2 separate regions of the Mus musculus genome follow, and region 1 is linked to region 2. The links are chromatin contacts, called in public promoter capture Hi-C maps. All regions are on one chromosome and are shown on one strand. The core of a region is the stretch at or near the end of the contact, and the rest is flanking DNA. Distances in the headings are between cores, read along the strand shown.

Region 1 (6,205 bases), core at 2,808-5,307, 87 kb after region 2:
CCAGTGGTGTGGGGCATGCAGAGATATTCCTTCTAAGGTGAAAGATAAGTTATTGCACCTGGCCCCTCCTACAACCAAGAAAGAAGCACAACGTTTAGTGGGTCTATTTGGATTCTGGAGACAACACATCCCTCACTTGGGTGTGTTACTTAGGCCTATTTACCAAGTGACTCGGAAAGCTGCTAGCTTTGTGTGGGGCCTGGAACAGGAGAAGGCCCTTCAACAGGTCCAGGCTGCTGTGCAGGCTGCTCTACCACTTGGACCATATGACCCAGCAGACCCGATGGTACTTGAGGTATCTGTGGCTGATAGAGATGCTGTTTGGAGCCTCTGGCAGGCCCCTGTAGGTGAATCACAGAAAAGACCTTTGGGATTTTGGAGCAAAGCTCTACCATCATCTGCAGACAACTATTCTCCCTTTGAAAAACAGCTCTTGGCCTGCTATTGGGCCTTAGTGGAAACTGAACGTTTGACAATAGGACACCAAGTTACTATGCGACCTGAACTACCCATCATGAGCTGGGTACTATCAGACCCTGCAAGTCATAAAGTGGGACGCGCACAGCAGCAGTCTATTATCAAATGGAAGTGGTATATACGTGATCGGGCCAGAGCAGGTCCTGAAGGCACAAGCAAGTTACATGAAGAAGTTGCTCAAATGCCTATGGTTTCTACTCCTGTTACAATGCCATCTGCTGCCAAGCATGCACCTATAGCCTCATGGGGTGTTCCCTATGATCAACTGACCGAAGAGGAGAAGACTAGAGCCTGGTTTACTGATGGCTCTGCACGTTATGCAGGTACCACCCAGAAGTGGACAGCTGCAGCATTACAACCCCTTTCTGGGACAACCTTGAAAGACACAGGTGAAGGGAAATCTTCACAGTGGGCAGAACTTCGGGCAGTACACATGGTATTACAGTTTGTTTGTAAGAAGAAGTGGCCAGATGTACGATTATTCACTGACTCATGGGCTGTAGCCAATGGATTGGCTGGATGGTCAGGGACTTGGAAAGATCACAATTGGAAAATTGGTGAGAAAGACATCTGGGGAAGAAGTATGTGGATAGATCTCTCCAAATGGGCAAAGGATGTGAAGATATTTGTGTCCCATGTAAATGCTCACCAAAAGGTGACTTCAGCCGAGGAGGAGTTCAATAATCAAGTGGATAAGATGACCCGTTCTGTGGACAGTCAGCCTCTCTCCCCAGCCATCCCTGTCATTGCTCAATGGGCACATGAACAAAGTGGTCATGGTGGTCGAGATGGAGGTTATGCTTGGGCTCAGCAACACGGGCTTCCACTCACCAAAGCTGACCTGGCTACTGCTGCTGCTGATTGCCAGATCTGCCAACAGCAGAAACCAACACTGAGCCCCAGATATGGCACCATTCCTCGAGGTGACCAGCCAGCAACCTGGTGGCAGGTTGACTACATTGGACCACTTCCTTCGTGGAAAGGACAGCGTTTTGTTCTTACTGGAGTAGATACTTATTCTGGTTATGGATTTGCCTTTCCTGCACGTAATGCCTCTGCTAAAACCACCATTCACGGACTGACAGAATGCCTCATCTATCGTCATGGTATTCCACACAGTATTGCTTCTGACCAAGGAACTCATTTCACAGCCAGAGAAGTACGACAGTGGGCTCACGATCATGGAATTCACTGGTCTTACCACATTCCCCATCATCCTGAAGCAGCTGGTCTGATAGAAAGATGGAATGGCCTTTTGAAGACGCAGTTACAGTGCCAATTAGGTGGTAACAGCTTGGAAGGTTGGGGCAGAGTTCTTCAGAAGGCAGTATATGCTTTGAATCAGCGCTCGATATATGGTACAGTTTCACCCATAGCCAGGATTCATGGGTCCAGGAATCAAGGGGTGGAAAACGGAATAGTTCCACTTACTATCACTCCTAGTGACCCTCTAGGAAAATTTTTGCTTCCTGTCCCCATAACTCTAGGTTCTGCTGGCTTAGAAGTTTTGGCTCCAGAGAGGGGAGTGCTCCTACCAGGAGCTACAACAAACATTTCATTGAACTGGAAGCTCAGACTTCCCCCTGGTCATTTTGGGCTTCTAATGCCCTTAAACCAACAGGCTAAAAAAGGAATAACAGTGTTAGGAGGGGTGATAGATCCAGATTACCATGGGGAAATTGGATTACCTCTTCACAATGGTGGTAAGCAAGATTATGTCTGGAGTGCAGGAGATCCCTTAGGGCGTCTCTTAGTACTACCATGTCCTGTGATTAAAGTCAATGGGAAACTACAACAGCCTAATCCAAGCAGGATGACAAAGGACGCAGACCCATCAGGAATGAAGGTATGGGTCAATCCTCCAGGAAAAGAGCCAAGACCTGCTGAGGTGCTGGCTGAAGGTGAAGGAAATACAGAATGGGTAGTAGAGGAAGGTAGTTATAAATACCAATTAAGGCCACGTAACCAGTTGCAGAAACGAGGATTATAAAGTAATATGAATGCCCATTGTAAATTTACTAATGCGTTTGCGATTGTACGAGGGATAGTTATATCATGTTAGGCGTATTTACAACCTTGTTATTGTTTCATGTGAACATGAGATATTATTTGTGTCAAGTTGACAAGGGGTGGATTGTAGTGGCTATTCCTGGTTGTCAACTTGACAATATTTGGAATGAACTACAATTCGGAATTGGAAGGCTCACCAGTGACCCTTATCTGGAGGCTTGGAGATCCTTATCTGGATCTTGGTTTGAAGATCTTGAGCCATAGTGGCTATGGATTCCAGAAGATTGAATCTCCGAGTTAAGGAACACACCTTTAATCTGGGCTATGCCTTTCATCTGGGATTAAAGGTGTGGTGGAACACACCTTTAATCTGGGCTACACCTTTTGCTGGAGACAATATAAGGACATTGGAAGAAGGGAGTCTAGCTCTTGCTCCTGCTCCTTCGCCTGCTTGCTGCGTGAGACTGAGTAACTGCTAGATCCTTGGACTTCCATTCACAGCTGTGACTGAACGATTGTTGGGAATTGAGCTGCCGACTGTAAGTCATCAATAAATTCCTTTATTATCTAGAGACTATCCATAAGTTCTGTGACTCTAGAGAACCCTGACTAATACAAGGCTCCTCAGTGCCTTCACTATTTGGGATGGGGATTTAGCTCAGGGTAAAGTGCTGCCTCGAACACAGGAGGCCCTGGATATCCAGCATTAAATAAACAGGGCTTGAGGGTGTGAGCCCATAATAGAGGCAAGAGGATCCGAAATTCAGAGTCAGTCTTAGATACACAGTAAGTTCTAGGCCAGCTTAGAACACATGGGTCCTTGTCTCAAGGAAAAAGAAAAAAGAAAATCACAATTTGCTTTAAAAGACACCAAAGCCATTTTGCAGTAACCATCATCACCACTTACAGAATAAAAGGACAGCTGGCTCCCCGACAAAAATGACAAGAGTCAGCAGCCAAAATATCTTAGGCACACTGAGAAGGCCCAGTGAGCCACCCACGGAATTCAGCACACACCAGCCCCAATCCAAACAAGAGCAAACCGCCTCGTTAACATGCTCCACGAGCCAGGCGGTTTCCTCCTATTGCACCCACAGAAACGCAAGCAAGCGTCATTAGTGAAAGCATTTTAAAACTGAAAGCTCAGGTTGCCCTTTTCATTTATTTCTTTAAGCTGCCTCTGCCTTGTATAATAAAGGTGATTGGGTGTTTGCTTTGTGATTCTTAAGTCCTAAGTGTAGGGTTTCTCATATGTAAAGAATATTGTAATACAGACCATTTATGAATGTAGCATAATAAATGTTGCCACACACACACACAATGGCTGGCTGTCACTTCCCTTTATTACTTGGGAGAGTATGACTTTCCATGGATTAACAACACAGACCAAAAGAAAGCTGTTATTTCAACCCTTTGGCAATGAGCAGATAACAACAGAAGCCAATTTGAATCACCTCCGTTTTTCACAAATTAAATCCAACAGTAAAGTATTTTACTGTATACTAAATGTAGAGCACACGACCTATCCCTATATAGAAATGATCTTCAGGAGGAAACCAAATGATAGCTCTCTAAGCAGAAGAAACAACTGCTAGGCGGGTAGAGGAAGCTTATAAGGGCTTTGCAGCTGAGTACGAAGGGGACCAACCTGAGGTGGCCATCTAAAGAATTCTCCACCGTGGCACCTCATGTAGAAACAGCACAGTGGTTAAGAGGACTTAGATTTAATTCTCAGCACCTACACAGCAGCTCTCAACCATCTGTAGTTTCATTGCAGTGGAGTCAATGTCCTCTTCTGGCCACTGCTGGCACCGTGCGTGCATGCTGTGCTCAAGCCTAAGTTCAGGGAGACACTGGTACACGTGAAGGGCAACCCCCACAAAGCGCCATCCTCCCCAGTCCGTCTGGCTAAGCACTGGCATTAAAGCTGAAGGAGCCGTTTCATTTTGATAATTCTTGGAAGGCCTCAAATAACAGCTAAGAGCATTCTACAAAGATGCCAGAGGGCACGGGAGAATGGAAAATTACAGTTGAAATCTCATCTTTAAAAGAGCCAGTTAAGCCACTGACATACAAGCCAAGCTCAACTCTACCTGACTAAGGAAGCCAAGGATAAGGACTGATTAAACAAACTTTAAAGCTCTGCAGTTTTTAACCATTTTATATTCTAAAACTTGGGCTTTCCCTCCACCCCTACACAAACTGAATGACAGTCCCGGGCTTTTGAACATGGTTGGAAGAGAGGAATCTTCCTGTGGGGCAGTTAGGAGAATCACTTGATGCTGAGTGCATGACTCAGGGGTAGAAGAGTTTGCCTGGCATAGGCAAGGCCCTGGGTTCAGAGGTTCAGTCCCCAGCAATACAAAATAAACAGACAAAAGGGTATCACTAACCCTCTGTATGCACAAAGGCTAGTCACCACACCTTTCCCGTCTACTTTCTCCCTACCTGCAGAATCAAACCATGCCTCCTACTTCCTTTTTAAAGGAAAGGGAAACAGCCAAGAGAAGTGGAGCTTCCCTAGATCCTTCTGAGGGTGCATGATATCCACAGAGCCAGTTTTCAGGAGCCTTAGAAATCATCTCCTTCACTGAATCGACTCACAACTCACAGCTCTGGCAGAGAACCTGGGTTCACTCAGTTCCCAGCATCCACAGGGTGGCTCACAACCACCTATAAGTCAAGTTCCAGGGGATCATATGTCCTCTTGTAACTTTTACAAGACTCTTGCACAAACATACACACAAAGAAACATAAAAATTGAATCTTAGATAAAATAAGAAATACATGTTGGGAAACATCCAGTATTGACACTAATAACCATTGAGCTTTCAAATGCTGGTGCTCTGTCATTTTTGTATCTAGGGTTCTATTTACATGGTATGTTCATGAACACATACATGTACTTACTGTGTGTCCTCAACCTCTGTATGCTTAACATGTTCAGCAAGGCTTTTAAACTGCAAGTATAGAGATGTTTTTATCCCTGCCCTAGTCCCATGTAAACTGGCCTTTTATAAGCAATAGAGCAGACAAAGTTTGAATATGGAGATGTAAGCCATAAAACTCCTCTCTCTTAATGGAGATTAGCTACAAAAAGCATGCTACTCCTAAGCAGAAAGCTGTTGCCTTGGAAACAGGATTTGTAACTACTGCAATCACACCTCGTAGCAAAGATGGCCAAGATCTATTTTAATTCTTAAATGCCTCAAGGAACTGCAGATGATTGTAGTTATGGAAGATAGCCAATCTGTAGTAATGAGGAAGCACATGCCAAAATTAGAAAGGCTGCAATTGAGAAAGAAGAGGTAGAGAAATAGGAAGGAGAAGGGAGGAAGGGAAAGGCAATTCAAACCTGACAAGTAAACGAATCCAAGAACCACACAGCTGAAGGATCAGTCCTTTCCGTGATTAGAGCCATTCCATCCTATTTACCTTACAACTGCCTGCAGCTCCGTGCTTCTTGCAGGAACGCAAAGCTGAATAAGGCCATCCCTTCTGCAGGAAACACACACTCAAGTCACATTCATATAATGTTGATTTTGGCATGGAAAATGGGGGTTTGGGGGAGTGATAAGAGGCTTCAGAGATAATGTAGCAGTTTTTCTAAGCTGGAATTTAAATATGTAAGAGTTTTTCAGAGAAGGTAAAGATAGGGCATCTTGGGCAAAGGGCAGGACAGGCACAAAGGCACAGCACGATCCTGTTGATCAACAGG
Region 2 (6,175 bases), core at 1,136-3,635:
CTCAGACACTGACAACTGCATATGGGCATGTCCAACAGCAACGCAAGGACAGATTGGAGAGGCAGTGGAGCACAGTTACTAGGTTACTAGAATCTCCAGGCGGCACTGAGGGCTCAACACTCGACACACTTTCCCTTTCCCTCTGAGGTGCCAGGCTGATCTCTGGAGGCAGCACACTGTGTGGCTCATAGTTCATATACTGTCAGCTGAAGAGCAGTGCCCAGGGAGCCCATCACACAGCTACAGCTAGGGCAGGGCCACACACTGAGGAAGGAACAGAGTGGTTAGAGAGCCCAACCTCTCCCTGGGCCTTCACTTTCTGCCACTGTGATTTTCTTCCACCAGGCCTGCCTCTTGGCCAGAACTACCGCCGCCGCCGCCGCCGCCGCCGCCGCCGCCGCCTCCTCCTCCTCCTCCTCCTCCTCCTCCTCCTCCTCTTCCTCCTCCTCCTCCTCCTCCTCCTCCTCCTCATTTTCTCTACCCCTCAGTTGTCTGGATTTGGTTCACTGTTTATCCCACATCTGGTTTTAGCCACCTGAATGGCAGTACGTCTAGCAGACTCCAGAGGTCAAAGGTTAAAATCAAACAGGAACAATGACCTTGGACGAGTCGCTAGCCCCCTCTCTAGCCATCATTTCTCTGTCAAATGAACATAATAATCAGACTTTTTTCTCCTGAATTGTGGGGTGAGATTCTGCTTAGAAAGTACCTGGCAGGACTCCTGCTGTGTGGTCACTTCCCAGAAACTGCTGCCCATCACAGCTAGCTCCTCTTTTTACTCTTTCCCTAACATGCCCCTTCTGGCTTGCTGATGGGAAAAAGAAGGAAAGACAGAGTGGGTAGAGATGGGTCTGGGAGAAGATGAAGGAGGCACCTGCCAAATCTGGTCTAAATTCAGAGTAATCAAGATGGCCTCAGCCAAGCAGGTAAGAGTAAATATGTCTGAGGCCAAATACCTCCTGCAGTAGGTTCTAGGTCTAGAGATCAAGATGGAAACATGCTGATTTCTGAAGAAGAGTGACGGGAACTGATAGCACATGCCTCTCTGGTGAATGCATGCTAGCTTACCATTGCCAAAACCTCTTGTAGGCTAGTTACTGGGTGACAATATGTACTGGGGCCAACCACAGTAAAGGGGTCCCATGAGTGTCCCCATCTGTGAGTTTAGAATGGGGACTGGCAACCGGGGAGGAAGCTCACAAGGGGTTCTAACACTAGGACACTCAGAAAACATTCTACATAAAGAAGGCGATGAAGAAATGGCCAAGTGCTGGAGCTCTCTTAGGGACAACACCGGAAAGAAAGCCTGTGGAAGCACCACTGTGGGGGGCGCCACTGGTGCATAAGAAAACAGTGCAACCTCACAACCCAACCGACAGAGAAACCGAGTTATGCGGGCAGCTTATAAATGTGGACTTTTTAAAACAATGGCTCAAAAAGGGCAAAGGGGCCGGGCGTGGTGGCGCACGCCTTTAATCCCAGCACTGCACTCGGGAGGCAGAGGCAGGCAGATTTCTGAGTTCGAGGCCTGCCTGGTCTACAAAGTGAGTTCCAGGACAGCCAGGGCTATACAGAGAAACCCTGCCTCAAAAAAAAAAAAAAAAAAAAAAAAGGCAAAGGGATGACAGATCGTTATAAAATGAAAGGATTTTCTAAGATAAATAGGAGGGAAGAAATGACACTTCACTCAACCCTTAAGTCCTTATTTCAGCAGAAGCAACAAGCGTGTATTTATATCAGGACCCCAAATTTACCTATAGATCTGTTTGGTTACCACGCATTTTTTAACTATAAATTAGAATATCTTATTTGGGGTATGGCTGAGTTTTTTTCTTTTGGGTTGATGCAGGTGTGGACTTTGATTAGGGCAACCTCTCTTGTAGCCCGAAGCTCAGGCTGATCTCAAACTCACTGTGTCAAGGCTGCCTTTGGACTCCAGATCCTTCTGCCTCCCAAGTGCTGGGGTTAGAGGAAGGTACCACCACTCCCTGAAACGCCTTTACTGCGGCCACAACTGCTGCAGTTCCACACAGCTGTTACCATTCTCCGACACCTTCTTTGTGTACTACTTCTGTCTCCTGGACTCCACAGGCTTTTGAGTTTTGAGTTGCCAAAAGCAACGCCACGGAGAACCAAGGAGCTGCAATCCAAAGACAGGCTCTGAGGCAGTGCAACCACAGAAACTGATACAGTCAGCTGCTGATAGCAGGCATGGCAATCCTTTGGGGGGAAAGGGTAAGAATCCTGTTCTAAAAGGGCTTAAGATATTCTGTGCACTGTCAAAACAAAAATACCCGAATCGTGGGGGGGGGGGTAAGGTTGGTATTTGGAAAGTCCAAAGAACACAATGTCATCATCTGGCTGTGTCCCAACATGGGGAAGTAGAAAGGGGCTGGCCTCTGCAGAAGAGGCCAAGCATGTAGATGTCATAACTTCGTAACAACCCTGCCCTGTATCAGCACTATGAGACAGCATTAATCCATTCCTGGAGTGGGGGTTGGGGGAATCACTTCTCCCAGGCAGTTGGAAGTTCCACTTCCCAACCCCATGCTAGGATCCAAGCTCCCAACATTTGAACCTTTGGAGACGGAGCCATATCCACATCCAAGCAGAAACAGAAAGCTTAAACAGAACAACGCAAGAATGCCAAAGAAGATGAATGTCAGAGAATTGAGGTTTGCTGATAAGGAAAGAGCCATCCCTCTGAATAAAGTCAGAATAAAGAATCGCTGACCCTGGCTGTGCTCTTCAAGGTACTGGGGTCTTCTCCGTGCAGTTGTCATGAGTTACACGCAGACTGGCAGGAAGGGACTCTAACACCCCATCACACCGGAGGGACAGAAGCACATGGAGCTGAGTGTCCTAGCCCAGGGTCACACTGCCCAGGGAGCCCACTCACCAAAGCTTACCTTCATGATCACTACTCTGCTGCGCCTCACCGATAAACCCACTTCTAGGCCATATGAGCTCCATGCAAATCTCCTTTAGGAACCCCAAATCCTCTCATACTAGTTCAAGGCTCATCATGCCAACTCTGGTACAATACTGTTTTACAAATGCTGAGTAAATTAACATCTTCAAAAACAGATGTGAATAACAGGAAGAGTTTTTAAGCTAGTGAAATTAATAAATGCAAGGTCTGTGCTATAAGTTTATCCCCTGTGAGCTTCAGTAATATGGATTTATTCCCCAAAATTGTACTGAGTAAAGTAAGATTTCTCAGGTGATTTATATGCACACTAACATTTGGAAAGCATCAGCTACAGGTATAAATGCAATACTGTGACAGATGCCTTTAAGCAGTGTCCACTCTGAGGTAACTAGGCCCAGAAAGACAAACACCATATGCTTGCTCTTCCTCATGTGTGGATGCTAGCTTCACATTTTTAGGTCCCTGTGTTTATGTTGAAGCGAGTGTCGATAGGGGTCAGGAAGTGAGAGAGGAGCCAAGAGAGGTGGGGAGGTAAGGGAAAGGTGGGGTGGGTACCACATGCAATATGGAATCTAGGATGCAAGCTATGGGAAAGGCAGGCCAGGGGGAGGGTCAACCAAAACCACATAGAAAACCTATCACTTTATAAGCTAACTAAAAAATAATTTTTTGGTAAGTAAGAACTTGAGCAGACATACCCTGTGTGGATGGAGAATGCTTTCCCCAGAAACCATAGATGCTTAAATGAAACCCCAGGGTGAGATGCTGTGTGTATATCCTGTGAGTTGTTAGCCAGTGAGCCCCCAGGTGACCTTCCCAATAATTCTTAATGCCATTGCTCTCCATCAAACCAAGATGCTAAGACCCCACTGCTGGAGACAGCATGCACCTGGGATATAGGATACAGATAAGTCAAGCTGGAACTGAGCTGGAAGCTTTCTCCACTGGCTAGTTTGTTAGTGCCAGTGGTTGTTAATGGGTTAATGCTAGTTGTTATAAGGGCCTGGGGGTCGGGGTTATGAAGAAGATGTTGACAGCCTTACTCAGCTGTGAACCCTGAGTACTAAAATAACTACTGAACTGCCAGGCAAGATGCACAAGTGGCGTGGTCGTTTTGGAGTAACCAACTGCTTTCTAGTTGGATTCGAGTCCTGCCTGCTCCACAAGGAATACGTACCTGGTACTGCAAACCTGGTCAAAAGACTGTCTGGAGGTCACAGGCCCTGGGAAATAATATACTACTACTATTATGGTAAAAGAGCATGAAGCCAAACAGCCTTCTAAATGCCTGTATTTATACCCTAGACCAATGCTGCTCACAGCTTGGGCATAGAAGTGTCTTTTCGCGGTGGGTGGTGGTTCATGCAGGGGCCTATAAATGGTCAAAGTGCTGAAAATAAGTGCCCACTGACTGGCTGGTCCTAAGCAGATGTATTTACCACATCCTCCAAAGCCCAAAGCCTGGGAACACTATGGAATGAGTAGGAAGACTGTGAGATCCAAAAGGATGGGGAAGTGCATTGTGAATGAGTGTCTGCATGGCATAGCCATTTCTATCATGAACACAACCATCTACCCAAGACTAGAGGAGAGGAGGAGGAGGAGGAGGGAAGAAGGAGGGGGATTTAGAAAGAAGAGAATCAACTGCAGATGAAAGGGATCAGAGAGAGTAATTGAGGGAGGGCTATGTGATCTCAATATATTGCATTCATGTGTTAAACTGTTAAAAGATAAAATTTTAGAAAGCAGTATCTAGTCCATTACCAAAACAAATTAAACATATGCAAATGTATTTAACTAAGCATTTGTAAATTAAAAAAAAAACATACTAATGCATTGCACCATTGTTCGATAACGTGAACATTAAGTGCACATTTAAAAATCTTTTTAAGTCACTGAGGTAGATATTGCACTTTCCGGCTGGGTCAGCATCTACACTCCTAGGATGTCTGTGCTACCCTTTGGGGAATCTACTTAGATTCCTTTAGATCAAGGAACTTATCGTGGGCCTGGATCAACTAATGCAGACCAGTGTTTTCTAACTATTTACGGTGAGCCACATCAAGAATAGTTTCCAACACTGTACACTGATACTCTGAGGATGAAGCTCACCAGAATATATTAGAGCAAGCCTCTTGGGAAACCTGTGACCAGGTCAAGCCTTGTTCTTTCATGCCCTGGTTTATGAACATCCTCTAATTATCCAATAGCATGAACTAGGGTTGGTTGCTTCACTTCTGAGGGCTGGACACATAGAAGAGACTGGAAAAGCTACTTATCACATGGCTCCAGGCCAGAGATAGTCATTAACACAGGATTTAACGCAAAACTGCTCAACTCTTCCCCTTCATTTGGGTCTTTTTCCCAAAGAGTCACCTCTTGCCAGAGGCAGCTTGCAAACCCTACCAATCCCTCCTCACCTGGGCCTCCTTGAAGCAGAATTTGAGTTTGGCTACCTGCCTACATAATTCAGAGATCTGACACCTTCACAAACATGCTCACCTATGATCCTCGAGTTGCCATGTCAGAACTTCACTGTGGCTGTCTTGTAGAGAGAGAACCCCAAACACGTGAAAGGCTGTGCTCAGGCTGACAGATTTATGAGCAAAGAACCCCAGAAATATTTTATCCTTCTATGAAATCATCCAGCTGGTAGGTCTCTCCAGCTAATCCCAGATGTCCTGGAATGGTGAGAGCTATCCTACTGAGCCTGTCAGGATTCCAGACCCGGACAAGCCATGAGCATAAGAGAGTAGCTGTCCCGTGCTTGTCACATGGCAACCAGCACAGTCTCGGGGACCCTTAGGTACTCTGGTTATTACAGAAAGATACATTCTGTTTACTGCTCAATGGCCTTATTTATTCTCCAACTCAAAGTAGCTAAGCAGTCACGGATATCCACTAGATAGGGAACTTAGTCAACAAGAACATGTATTAAGCCCCAACCCCTTTTCCAACAAACAGCCAATTACTGTATCTGCAGAATAATGATCACTTCATTGCACCCTGAAAAGCAAGCCTTGGTTTCTGTCTTCTCCCAGAAACACATTAGATCCTGGTATCGCCCCGTCACTTCCCTTCTCTGCTGCTTGGGCCAGGTGTCATTCTTGGCAGCCAGCTCTTCAGTGCTCTTCCCATCTAACCTACCATACAGACTTGAGTGACCTGCCTCATGTCTCCTGAGAAACAGACTGTGCATCTCCTGGCCACCCACAGTACATTTAAGAAAGCCATATGAACACT

Evidence for each region. Capture Hi-C pulls out chosen DNA fragments and counts their contacts.
Region 1: a contact with region 2 is called in a promoter capture Hi-C map of adipose tissue. The contact joins two enhancer-like sites. A contact is called at or near these places in 3 of 484 Hi-C or Micro-C datasets (embryonic stem cells, nephron progenitors and thyroid gland), 10 of 115 datasets of contacts at active chromatin or transcription factors (the 230-238 cell line, CD8 T cells, the HPC-7 cell line and 7 more) and 2 of 9 other capture datasets (adipose tissue and liver).

What each region holds. Positions count from the first base shown.
Region 1 is chr1:54,893,109-54,899,313 of GRCm38.p6, forward strand. The region is part of intron 1 of Ankrd44 (ankyrin repeat domain 44); the gene reads right to left. Among named protein-coding and RNA genes, the nearest start is that of Ankrd44, 30 kb to the right of the region's middle. Within about 2 kb of position 4,058, at least 121 of the 459 cell types and tissues checked have an H3K27ac peak or open chromatin away from gene starts, as enhancers often do. A contact at or near this core is called in acute myeloid leukemia, adipose tissue and bone marrow-derived macrophages, where this site is marked.
Region 2 is chr1:54,807,931-54,814,105 of GRCm38.p6, forward strand. The region is part of intron 2 of Ankrd44 (ankyrin repeat domain 44); the gene reads right to left. Among named protein-coding and RNA genes, the nearest start is that of Ankrd44, 120 kb to the right of the region's middle. Within about 2 kb of position 2,386, at least 37 of the 459 cell types and tissues checked have an H3K27ac peak or open chromatin away from gene starts, as enhancers often do. A contact at or near this core is called in acute myeloid leukemia, adipose tissue and bone marrow-derived macrophages, where this site is marked.